2 separate regions of the Hordeum vulgare genome follow, and region 1 is linked to region 2. The links are chromatin contacts, called in public Hi-C maps. All regions are on one chromosome and are shown on one strand. Each heading gives the region's core, a stretch centred on a gene start, on an enhancer-like site or on the middle of the called end of the contact. The rest is flanking DNA. Distances are from core to core; before and after follow the strand shown. Region 1 holds the start of LOC123441941. Region 2 holds the start of LOC123444558 (ultraviolet-B receptor UVR8).

Region 1 (4,958 bases), core at 1,727-4,226, 320 kb before region 2:
GTTATGGGTGATGGACTCCTTGAAGCTCCAGCAGTGGCGATGGTTTGAAGGTTGCCAGTTGGTGCGGCGTTGTATATACCGCATCGAGGATGACGAGTATTGGGGGCATGGTGTAGGTGGATATTGTCGATGGATGAGGCTGGATGATCGAGCGCAGGGCGATGGCGCTGTCTAGCACCATGGTAGCATCAACGGCATGCTGACAAAGTTTGTGCATCAATATCTGCTCTAGAGATAGATCGATGGAAGACGGCGGTGGCTGCCTCGATGAGTGAGTCGGACCGGTGTGTCCGAGTCCCGGTATGTGGTTAGGGTGGGGCATCCGACATTAGATATTTGGTTTTGGTACGATGTTTGTTTGTATTAGCCTCGGACATTGAACACCCCCACATCAAGGGATTAGGAATAGCGACAAGTATTGTCAAGATGGTGGCTCTAGACTTACTCATGTTTTACTTTATAAGTCTCTATGAATAATTAATAAATCGCCCAAATAAAGAGGCCCGGGGTATATCCTCCTTTTAAAAAAATCGTAAGAAACACTACACAGATGTAGCTTTTTCGATTGTATGAACACCAACCTAAACAATTCCAAAGTAATTCGCACACACCTAAATATTCACATTTACATCTCGGAACATTGATCACATCACGACTGAGTGAGGAGGAGCCCGGTGGATGGTCTCTCCGGGGAGGAATCATCGGCCCTGGCGCTTCTCGTGTGGTTCCTATCCGTGCCACGGGTGCCGTTGCTGCTCCTCATCCGCGCCCTGAAGCCCCTGCATGACTGCATGTGCAAGTGCATATCCTGCGGCTTGAACTCCTTCCCGCACTGCCTGCAAGGGGTGAAGATCATTGCACGACATCAATACCCCGATCCCTCGAATTAATTTACTCGCAAAACAAAACAAAATTCTTTTTTACTGAAAATAAAAAAGCATTGAAGCCTTTTTTTGACATAAAATTCTGAAGCTGAACGTCATGACTTTGGTGGGCCGTACAAACTTCCGGCTCAACGTTTCACCTGGACCACACCTTTTGAATTTAGTCTAGACTTTTTCTAGGGCTAGTGTGTGGCCAGCCCACCCCAACCAGAATGGGGTTTCTTTACGCCTAGCTAGGCGAGCTCAAGGCTGGCCCAAGAAGGACGAAATGGCCCACACCAAATCCGACGGGCTAACCTTAAAGACCAAGTCAACCCATTCGTACTGCCAAAGGGCCAGGGCCGTCGCAGTTGGACACTGCATATTGCAATTCTGCATACGTTCGGAAGACGTACCCAGGCCCAATCCATGATAGAGCACCCGCACCGAACTAAGCCGATGTGCACACGACCCGGTCAGTCGAGAGAACCTATCACCGAGCGAGTCATACTCTACGACCAACGGAGGAGGGAGGAAGGAGTGGGGCTTACGAGCAGAGCGGCAGGCTCGCCGGCTTGTGCGCCGCCGCGACGGCGCCGTCCCGCTTCCGTCCCTCCCGCTTCGCCTTGTCCTTCCCGCCGGCTCGCCGCAGCCTCGCCTTCCTGTTCATGCTGCCACGTCCTCCAGAATCAGTAACAGAAACTGTAGGTCGTTTGATTGAATCGAATCCAAAAGTACTGCACTCACTGGATGCCGCAGCCGTCCATGCCGGGGCACACGGGCGTCGCGTCCCGCCACCCGTCGTCGTCGTCGTCGTCTCGGCCGGCGCCGCTCCGCCGAGGGAGCGCGACGGGCTGCAGCGCAGCGGCGTCCACGGAGTCGGCCGCGCCGCACGTCAGGATGCTGTGGAGAACCCGCGCCACGCGCATCCTCGGCGCCCTCCCCGCGGCCGGCTGCTGCTTCTTGCCGCCCGGCGCCGCCGCCCGCACCACCAACGCCTGCTGATCGATGGCCGCACTTCTCGTGGCCTCCTGCTGCCGCCGCTTTCGCTCCTGAAGGTCCAGCGGCAGGACGATCCTGAAACGCGCCGCCTCGCCCTCGCTGCTCGGCGAGTCCTGGTCGACCGGCGGCGGCGGCTTCGGGGAGTTCTCGTCGGAGTCCGGCGCCACCTGGAGCTCCTCCTCGACCTGCTTCTGATCGCAGGGCAAAACCTTCCGGCCCTTCTCTTCTCTCCCGTCCAGTTTCTTCTCGTCTGCGCAAGGAGGAGGAGGAGTTCCTCGCACGTCGCAGCCCTTGAGCACGTACTCGTTGTCAGAGATGGGCGTGATGAGGTCATCGTCCATTAGGTCCTGCCATACGTACCCAGCCTTGTACTTCCTGCACTTCAACAGGCCATTATTAATGGCGAGAATCAATTAACGGAAACAGCTACTAATCAAATCAACGGGGCATAAAACATTGCCGAAATAAAAAGTCAGAAACGATTGCACCCCAAAAATTAGTTAATCGCTTACCTTTTGTAAGCCCAGGAGAAGTTGTCCTGCATGTCCTTGCCGCGGACCTCCGAGAGCCACCGCTTCACATCTGAATTGTAATCGACGGCAAGTACGCCATTGCGATCAGCCGCATGCAAAATGGATCGATAAGAAGAGGAGGAGGCAGTGGGTAGGCACGTACCACGGAGGCGAACGCCGGAGCGGTGTAGGTGGTTGATGCGGAAGAGGTGGGGGTGGTCCGTCCTGCCGCCGCGGCTCAAGAAGTACACCACGTTGATCCTCCTGACCTCGCCGGCGCCACCCGCCTTGTTGTAGGAGTCGTCCATGCCCTTCTCCATCGACGACGACAAGGCAAAAGGAACAAGGAGGAGCGCGATGTCACCAAAGCTACAGCCACGACGATCTATTTAAGACGTACGCCGTGCGGTGGATCTTTGGGAAAACACTTGTTATGTGCAAGCCGGCCGGCAGTGAGACTGAGAGGGAGGACGGCCGCGCGCCGGCGTGCGACGATCAGTTCGAGGATCAAGCGACGCTCCCGTGGCTCGAGACGTTAGCGTCGCGTTGGACGCCTCACTGACCGAGTCGCCCTCCTGAGATGGATAGTTTAGGTTCGGGAATCTCTCGCGGCCGAGGATTGCAATGGGGGAAACTAGTATTTATATGGAGAAGATGAGGGAGGCTGGCCCTAGACCTTCGTCTGGTGATGGATGTGATGGCCCACCTCGTAGGTACTTATGGGAAGGAATAATCGCCATTCAAGACCGTGCCACATTCCTTACTTAAAATATTTTTTTCACTGGTGAAGTTGGAGTTTAATAACTCATCTTGTCGTTGCATTTTTTTTTTTGTTGTTGTTGTTGCTTGGTTTGAGGATTGCTTGTCAGTTGTCACGCCAAGCACGCGCTATGTTTTTTTTCTAACACCTTACGATCAAAGTAGTTCACATATACAAACATATATTCATCCTTATAAACACACTCTCGCACATGTTATTTTTGTGAACACCTTTTAAGTCGATATAACATCTTGAGATTTTTAAAAATTATCACAAATGTCTTACAGTGACGAAACATGGACTCTCATAAAAGGAACATCCCTGGAAGTCTAAAATAAAAACAGTATGTTGCATGATTGAAACTAACCGATCATGAATTTTTCTTTTCTTTTAACATAAACAAAAAGATCGACATGGCGACAGTCCAAATAAATTTTCATTACAAGTTTCTTTTAACATAATACAGACGCAAAAAATTATACATGCCCTACATACATGCGTACACTCATCTTTATGAGCACCTTCCAAGACTGACATTGCGAGTTCGTAAGTTCTGACAATAGCACTACTGTAGTGACCTGTCGACTGTATGTATCCCTCGGAGCATATCCTTAAAGCATCTCCAACAGACGCGTCAAATAAAACGTGCACACGTGAAAAACAACGATTTTTATGCGTGAGCATCCGCGCGGCGCGCTCCATCGGGCGCGGCAAAAAGTGGCGCACAAAAAAATCCGAACGCGCGGGAAAAGGGGGGCAGTTTTGGCGCGTGCACTATAAAGCGAGCGTCACTCCAAGCGTACTTTCCACCGCTCTACCTCACCATACGCCCTTTCCTCGCTCTGCCTCGCCACGCGCCCTCTCCGTCGCTCTTCCTTCTCGCCTTGCCGCCACCGTGTCTCCATGGCGCCGCGCCGCCGGGGAAGCTCGGGCTACCGCGGCATTCACGCGCGCCCTTCCGGCATATTCTTCGCCGATATCTGCTCCGGCGAGATGCGCCTCGGCCTCGGCATGTTCGACAACGCCGCCGATGACACCCGCGCGTACGACGCGACGCCATGGCGCCTCTGACGGCCTCGTAGGGAGATGAATTTCTCCGAGGTGATGACGCGGACTGGGCGCAGCGGCTCGCGCCTCCCCCATGACTAGTCACTTAAGAGGACCGCCGCAAGAACCGGAGGCGGGAGAGCCGTCTCGGCATCGCTCAGATGGACGAGCATGCCATGACGGTGTGGCTCCAAATGTTCCCACATGACGTCCTCGACGAACGCGAATTCTTTTCGTAAAGGAGGGCGGAGAGAAGGGCGGAGCGAGCCGCCTATCACGAGGACAGTCGTATGTGAGGACAGCCTCTTGAACATTGAGCTCGAAGAAACGTCGACCTAGGACTCCGACGATGAACGGTGGACTGACGCCTTCATCACGACGGATGAGTCGGAGGAGGACACCGGCGAGTCAGGGGAGGACGACGAGGAGTAGTTTTTTTTAATCATTTTTATGTATTAATTATATTTTTATCTATGAACTATTGACGATGAGTAGTTTCTATCTATAAACTATGGTTGAAATATGAGCGGCACGCTGTACTTCTAGCGCGCTTGTTGAAGCGTTACATCGGCGCGTTAAAATTTACAACGTCGGATGAAACAACTACCTATTCAGACCAAAAAAAACTTACACGTGCTGTAAAAAAAATTACATGTTGCGCGTGTGCACGTCTGTTGAAGATACTCTTAGTAAATTCAGTACGTTCCTCCTTCCTTCCAACTCCGTAAGTTCCAAAGATAGTACTACGGCATTGACCTGACGAATGAGGATGAG
Region 2 (5,693 bases), core at 2,124-4,623:
ATGAGTTCACGAAGCTCAAATAGACATTTATCAAAATTAGGATCATTTGGCTTCATTTTGTGAAAGGCAATGCATTTGTGGACAATGATATCAAGATTTTTCAAAGAATAATTTGGATATCTTTCCTCTAAGTCTTTCCACAAGGTATAAGCACACTTGAAGTTCTGCATATGATTGAGCACACTTCTTGGTAATCCTCTAATGATTAGACTAACAGTGTTAAGATTACCAAGCATATCAACTTCATCATCATGAGAAGGATGTATGGGATCAATGGGAGGCACATAGGGATATTCAACATACCTGCGCAAATGGAACTCATCAAATATATCAAGCATTTCATCTTTCCATTGTCTAAAATACTCTACAACTAAAAATCCGTCAACTAGTCACATTCATCTTCCTCCAATAGGAGTTAAACCAAGGTTTTGGAGACCTTGCTCTGATACCAATTGAGGGATCAAAATAAGGTGTGTGTTCTGAGTGCTTCTCTCATGAATGAGAGGTGGGTGAAGGGGTATATATAGGTACCACACAAAATCCAACCGTTACACCCAAAGTGGCAAACTCGGTGACACCGAAGTGGGAAACTCGGTGGTACCGACATGCACTAAAAGTATGAAATTTCTAATCTCGGTGAGACCGATATATGAAACTTGGTGGCACCGAAAATGTGGCTAACGGTTAGATGGCCAAACTCAGTGGCATCGATACTCAAACTCAGAGATTCCGATTTTGTGTCACGAGGCACCAGAAAGTTGGTCACCCAAACTTGGTAGCACCGATATGGATTCGGTTGCACCGATTTGGTGGGATGGCTAGGGTTTCTATGTGAGGTCACTCGGTGGGTCCGAAATATGAAAGTTGGTGACACCGAATTTGAGTATGTGGAATTTGACAGAATGGTTATGTGGGAAAAATGACTGGGTATTTTGGTGGCCAACTTTGAGCACTTGAGCAACCAGTTCATTTTAATACCTCACCCCCTTTTAATAGTATTGGCATTCCTATGGACTCAAATGTGATTTATCACAAATATAAAATGAAGAGTCTTCTAGCTTGAAGCTTGAGCCAATCCTATTCCTTTCTTGCATCAAGGGGCATCTCCACATAAGCCTTTAGCCACATCATCCCCATGGACTGTTCTGAAATATCTAGGTAAAAGTGTTAGTCCAAGAGACAATGTATGTTGTCATGAATTATCAAAATCACCAAGGGAGCATATGTGCTTTCACGCCATCACCACACCGATCGAGCACCACCGTTGCATAGCCCGTCACGCCACCAACACACCCGCGCCCCATCACCTGTGTCGATCTGGGTCCGTGCAGCGGCGCCCCGCGAGAACGTCATGACCAGATCCAGGTCGACCGACCCGCGCTAGCCCTCCCGCATGTGGCTACGAAGATGCCATGCCGCCTCCGACGACGATCGGGCTTTGCCCGACCCCACCCTTTGTCGGCGACGAGGGGGAGCCGAAGCGAAGGAAGTGAGGTGCGGTAGACCTTGGCCCTTCCCCGATGGGAGGGATCACATCCTTACTAGAGAGGTCGGTAGGCATCTACACTCACGAGCCATTGATTGCCGCAACCCACATCATCATTGAGACAATGAGGCTGAGGGCTAGTTCTTTTGCTGGATTTTAAAATAAACTGAAATAAGTTGCCCCCTACCCAGCTTATTCTAGAAGCCCAACCAAAATTATTATTTTAGAATCCTCCTAATTAAGACTTGACTTTCAAAAATATATTTTTAATTGGGCTTTTAGAATAAGTTGCCTAGAAGCTCAAAAAAGCTAGCAAACGAACTAGCCCTCAAGGAAACTTTTTTCGATACATCGACGCTATCACCATTATTATTAACGGAACACCATTGTATAACCCTACCAAAATACCCAAAGTAAAATAAATTATAGTTCAGTTTGATAAATCAATACTTCCCCGCACCCGCCATGGGTAGAGCCGGTGAAAGAGAAGGGGCAACGACCTACGGAGAGGAGGGATAATGACACAATGGATCTAGAAAACCTAAAGAAGATCGTTTTCAATAGCAAACAATTCGTGCAATTGTGCAACTACTCAAAGAGTTTTTTTTGTTTTAAAAAATACAGTACATGAGTAGGGACTCACATACATACATATACTTGTCTTTATGCACACATATTCTTTTTTTTTTTGAGAAAACATACCAGCCACAACTTTACAAATTAAGAGGGAAGCAGTTACAATCCTCTCTGAGAATATTCCTTAAAAAGGGAGGAACATCTCCTAACTTGAAGTAGTCACCGTGTCTCCTGGCCAGAGCAGCAAGCTCATGTGGCAGCTTGTTGTTGGTTCTGTTAATAAATCTGAAAGTTACCTCCTTGAACTCCTTTTTGATGTGCTCGACATCTGCGATTAGTGGGAAGTGACAAGACTGGTTTGTCCCCTTACTGTTCAGCAGCAAAACAATAGATGCACAATCCGATTCCACATTCACTGGACCCCTGTAGTATTTGCTAAGGACTGAGAGCCCGTACAATACAGCAGCCAACTCAGCTTATTCTGGATCCGTGCATGCGTGCATTCGCTGTCCACATGCCATCGCCACCATACCTTCATGCGTTCTAACAATTATTCCTGCCGTAGTGTCACCCGTATTGGCTAGGAAAGAGGTATTTGTGTTCAGTTTCCACCAGTCTTTGTCAGGTGGTTCCCACTTGCTACTCACATCTTGCTTTTGTCCCAAGATCAGTGGAGTGCTTTGACCTGCATGTAGCGCACCACGGCCCCTGATCATCTGATCTTCCCCAGAGCGCTGCCCTTGGGGTTTCTTTCCCTCCCTTATTTCTATTCGCCTCTGGTTCACAGGATCATTCTCTTGATGGTTAGTCCACCGTCCACCCTTCGAGTGCTCCACGCACTCGTCGCCTCCCAAGCATGTTTCCTCAGCGTATTTTACTAGGAAACAAACTGATTGTCCAATCAACGACTTTCCATCTGCATGAATGCAATCATCTCGCAACCACCAAGCACGCCACATCAGGAGCAATATTCTCCTTCTGGTTTCATTATCACATTTTCCTAATAGGTTTTGTAACCAGTCTACTCCAGTAAATTATGCACACATATTCTACTAACACCCCCGATGATCTGAGTCGACGGATCTAATCTTTTGCTCTTTTCACAATCCTTAATTTCACCCCTAAAACAAAGCATATACTACAATTGCTCTGGAAGATAAGAGAGGATTAAAGTGCCCCCCTCTGTATTATCAAAAGAAAAGAAAAAAGTGTCTCCCTCTGTTATGGGACATCGTGACCATTCGCTTCTTGATCGGACGGTGTCGTCTCAGTAATTCGAGTGACACTGACACCACGGGGCAAATCGAGCCGACACAGATGACCTCTCTTCCCGAGGGCGCCATGGCGGCGGCGGCGGTGGCGGCGGCGGCTGAAGAGGAGCCGGAGGAAGCCTGGGCCTGGACCTGGGGCGCGGGCACGGACGGGCAGCTGGGGAACGGCGGCTTCCAGGACCATCATCTCCCGCAGCCGCTCCTCCTCCCGCCTCGCTGCCGCGGCCGCGTTTCCTTCATCGCCGGCGGCGGCGCCCACGCCATCGCCCTCACAAGTACGTCCTGTCTTCGTTCAGATACCCCACCTTAGTAGGATCTTTCTCCACAGAATTTGGTTAGACGAGCCTGGTCTTCGTGGTCCTCGCCGTCTAGTAATTACACGGCTCTCACATGGGTAGAAGCTGAACTCGATTGGATAACTTAGATTGGTGACGAGTTTGTGCACGACAATGGGTTTTGGCAACCATAGAATCACAGTTTCAGAGAGTTTGAGTTGTATTGCAGGTTTTCCTTCTTGTACATTCAGCTACTTGCCTGCCTACTTCTAGGTCCCTGTGTCCCATGACTCTTGTCTGGACATCCTCATCCGTCATCTCGTTCCTTGAGCTGGATTTGCATATGCATATTCATTGTGGACTTATATGATAGCCACGCTGTTCGGTAGGAATAGAGTTCTACCGCACAGTTTTAGAACTGTCTCCTTGTCCAACTTGGCAATACAAGCGAGGATCTTATATCCACAGTTTCATACGGTGATACAACATTGTGTTGTTCAGTGATCAAGTTGCTATTCAGTTCAGTGACCAAGTTGTTATTCGGCTCAGTGATCAAGTTGCTTTTCAGTTCAAGTCCGCTTTCCATCTTGGCGAGTAAGTCCGCTTTCCATCTTGGCGAGTAGGAATGATTAAAGCATTTTGACACGCTTATCTCTCCCTGGACATTTTAATTGTCAACATACTTTGTCTGTTGAAGATGATCTGTTGACTTGGAGTTGGAGGCAACCGTATCTTGTTGCCTCGCTGTGCCATTTTTACCAGCGACTTAAGAAAAACTTGTCTATGCATCAGAGGCCATTTTCCCCTCCCCCTCAAAAAAAAAAAGAGAGGACATTTCCCCCTCATTGATGTCGGACTAGACCAATATGGGTTAGTTTTCTGAAAATCTTTGCTCAACATTTCAGGTGATGGTGAAGTATTTACTTGGGGCAGAGGTACCCATGGTCAGCTTGGCCATGGAAACCTAGAGAACATCGCTCATCCAAAGTTCGTTAAGTTCTTTGAAAACTACACAGTAACCTGTGTGTCTACTGGATGGAACCATTCTGGATTTGCTACAGGTCTCCAAATTCTGAACCACTCATTTATGTTTTACTTCCATTTTGCTCTTAACGTCTCATGACAGACTGTTTCTTATTTTGTTTGCTTTGGAGCTGTTGTCTTATTTTGTTTGGAAAGTGAATTATCACTGATGATCTTTGCTGTGATGTTTCTAGTTGTTATTTTCAGATTCTGGACAACTCTTCATGTGCGGAGATGGCTCATTTGGACAGCTTGGCACCGGTGATAATCAGTCAAGGAACTTGCCATTTGAAGTGTCATCCTTTACCACAAAGCATGTCGAGAAGCTTGCATTTGGGATGCGTCATTCTCTTGTCCTATTGAAAGGTAGGTAGAATTGCGAGTTTGTGACAGACTATTAACGTACACATTAATTTATAAGAAAACGCTTGTTCATGAAACAACACAAATTTACGCTGGTAGTACCTTTTCCATAACAACTTGATCAGTAATATTTCTAGTCCCTGGCAACACCTAAGATCTATGGCGACTCATTTATGCCTTCCCTAAGGTTCTGACATCCGCATGGGAGTACAATCAATATCTCGGTATCCTGTTTTTATGGGGAAAACAGGGCAGCAACTTGCTGAAAATTATGAAAAGCAAAAAATCTATAAATGAAGCTATTAAACAACAACAAAGCCTTTCAGTCCCAAACATGTTGGGGTAGGCCAGAGCTGAAGCCCATAAGATCTCAAAACCAAGTCATGGTTCTGGCACGTGGATAGCTATTTCTTGATGATGAAGCTACTAAGGAGGGGAAAAAGTTGGATCATCATGGTCGTAGGATCTTTTCACCAGACAGCTGGAAATTTATTGACCATACCATTTCTCCTTTATAACAGAATTCTTTCTTCTAGATAAATGACACATTAATCAAATTTGGCCCATGTGCATTGTTTGTAAATGACGCATTAATCTTATTTCTTCCAGATAATTCCGTTTATGGATTTGGCTCAGGAAGACGGGGACAAGTTGGTAAATCTGCTTCCAAAAATCAGAAGATTTATAGTATTCCTAGAT

What was found. Hi-C and Micro-C count contacts between places; a contact is called where the count stands out from the background.
Region 1: a contact with region 2 is called in a Hi-C map of seedling, with 5 times the contacts expected there. The contact joins the promoter of LOC123441941 here to the promoter of LOC123444558 in region 2. A contact is called at or near these places in 2 of 6 Hi-C or Micro-C datasets (leaf and seedling) and 1 of 1 datasets of contacts at active chromatin or transcription factors (embryo).

The regions. Positions count from the first base shown.
Region 1 is chr3H:509,139,191-509,144,148 of MorexV3_pseudomolecules_assembly, reverse strand. It overlaps LOC123441941, which reads right to left and starts at 2,976. Exons shown (of 5, transcript XM_045118105.1): 1 at 2,541-2,976; 2 at 2,378-2,447; 3 at 1,758-2,240; 4 at 1,415-1,717; 5 at 493-836. The coding sequence starts at 2,697. The coding sequence ends at 650.
Region 2 is chr3H:508,820,026-508,825,718 of MorexV3_pseudomolecules_assembly, reverse strand. It overlaps LOC123444558 (ultraviolet-B receptor UVR8), which reads left to right and starts at 3,373. Exons shown (of 8, transcript XM_045121326.1): 1 at 3,373-3,608; 2 at 4,514-4,669; 3 at 4,839-4,997; 4 at 5,604-5,693. The coding sequence starts at 3,380.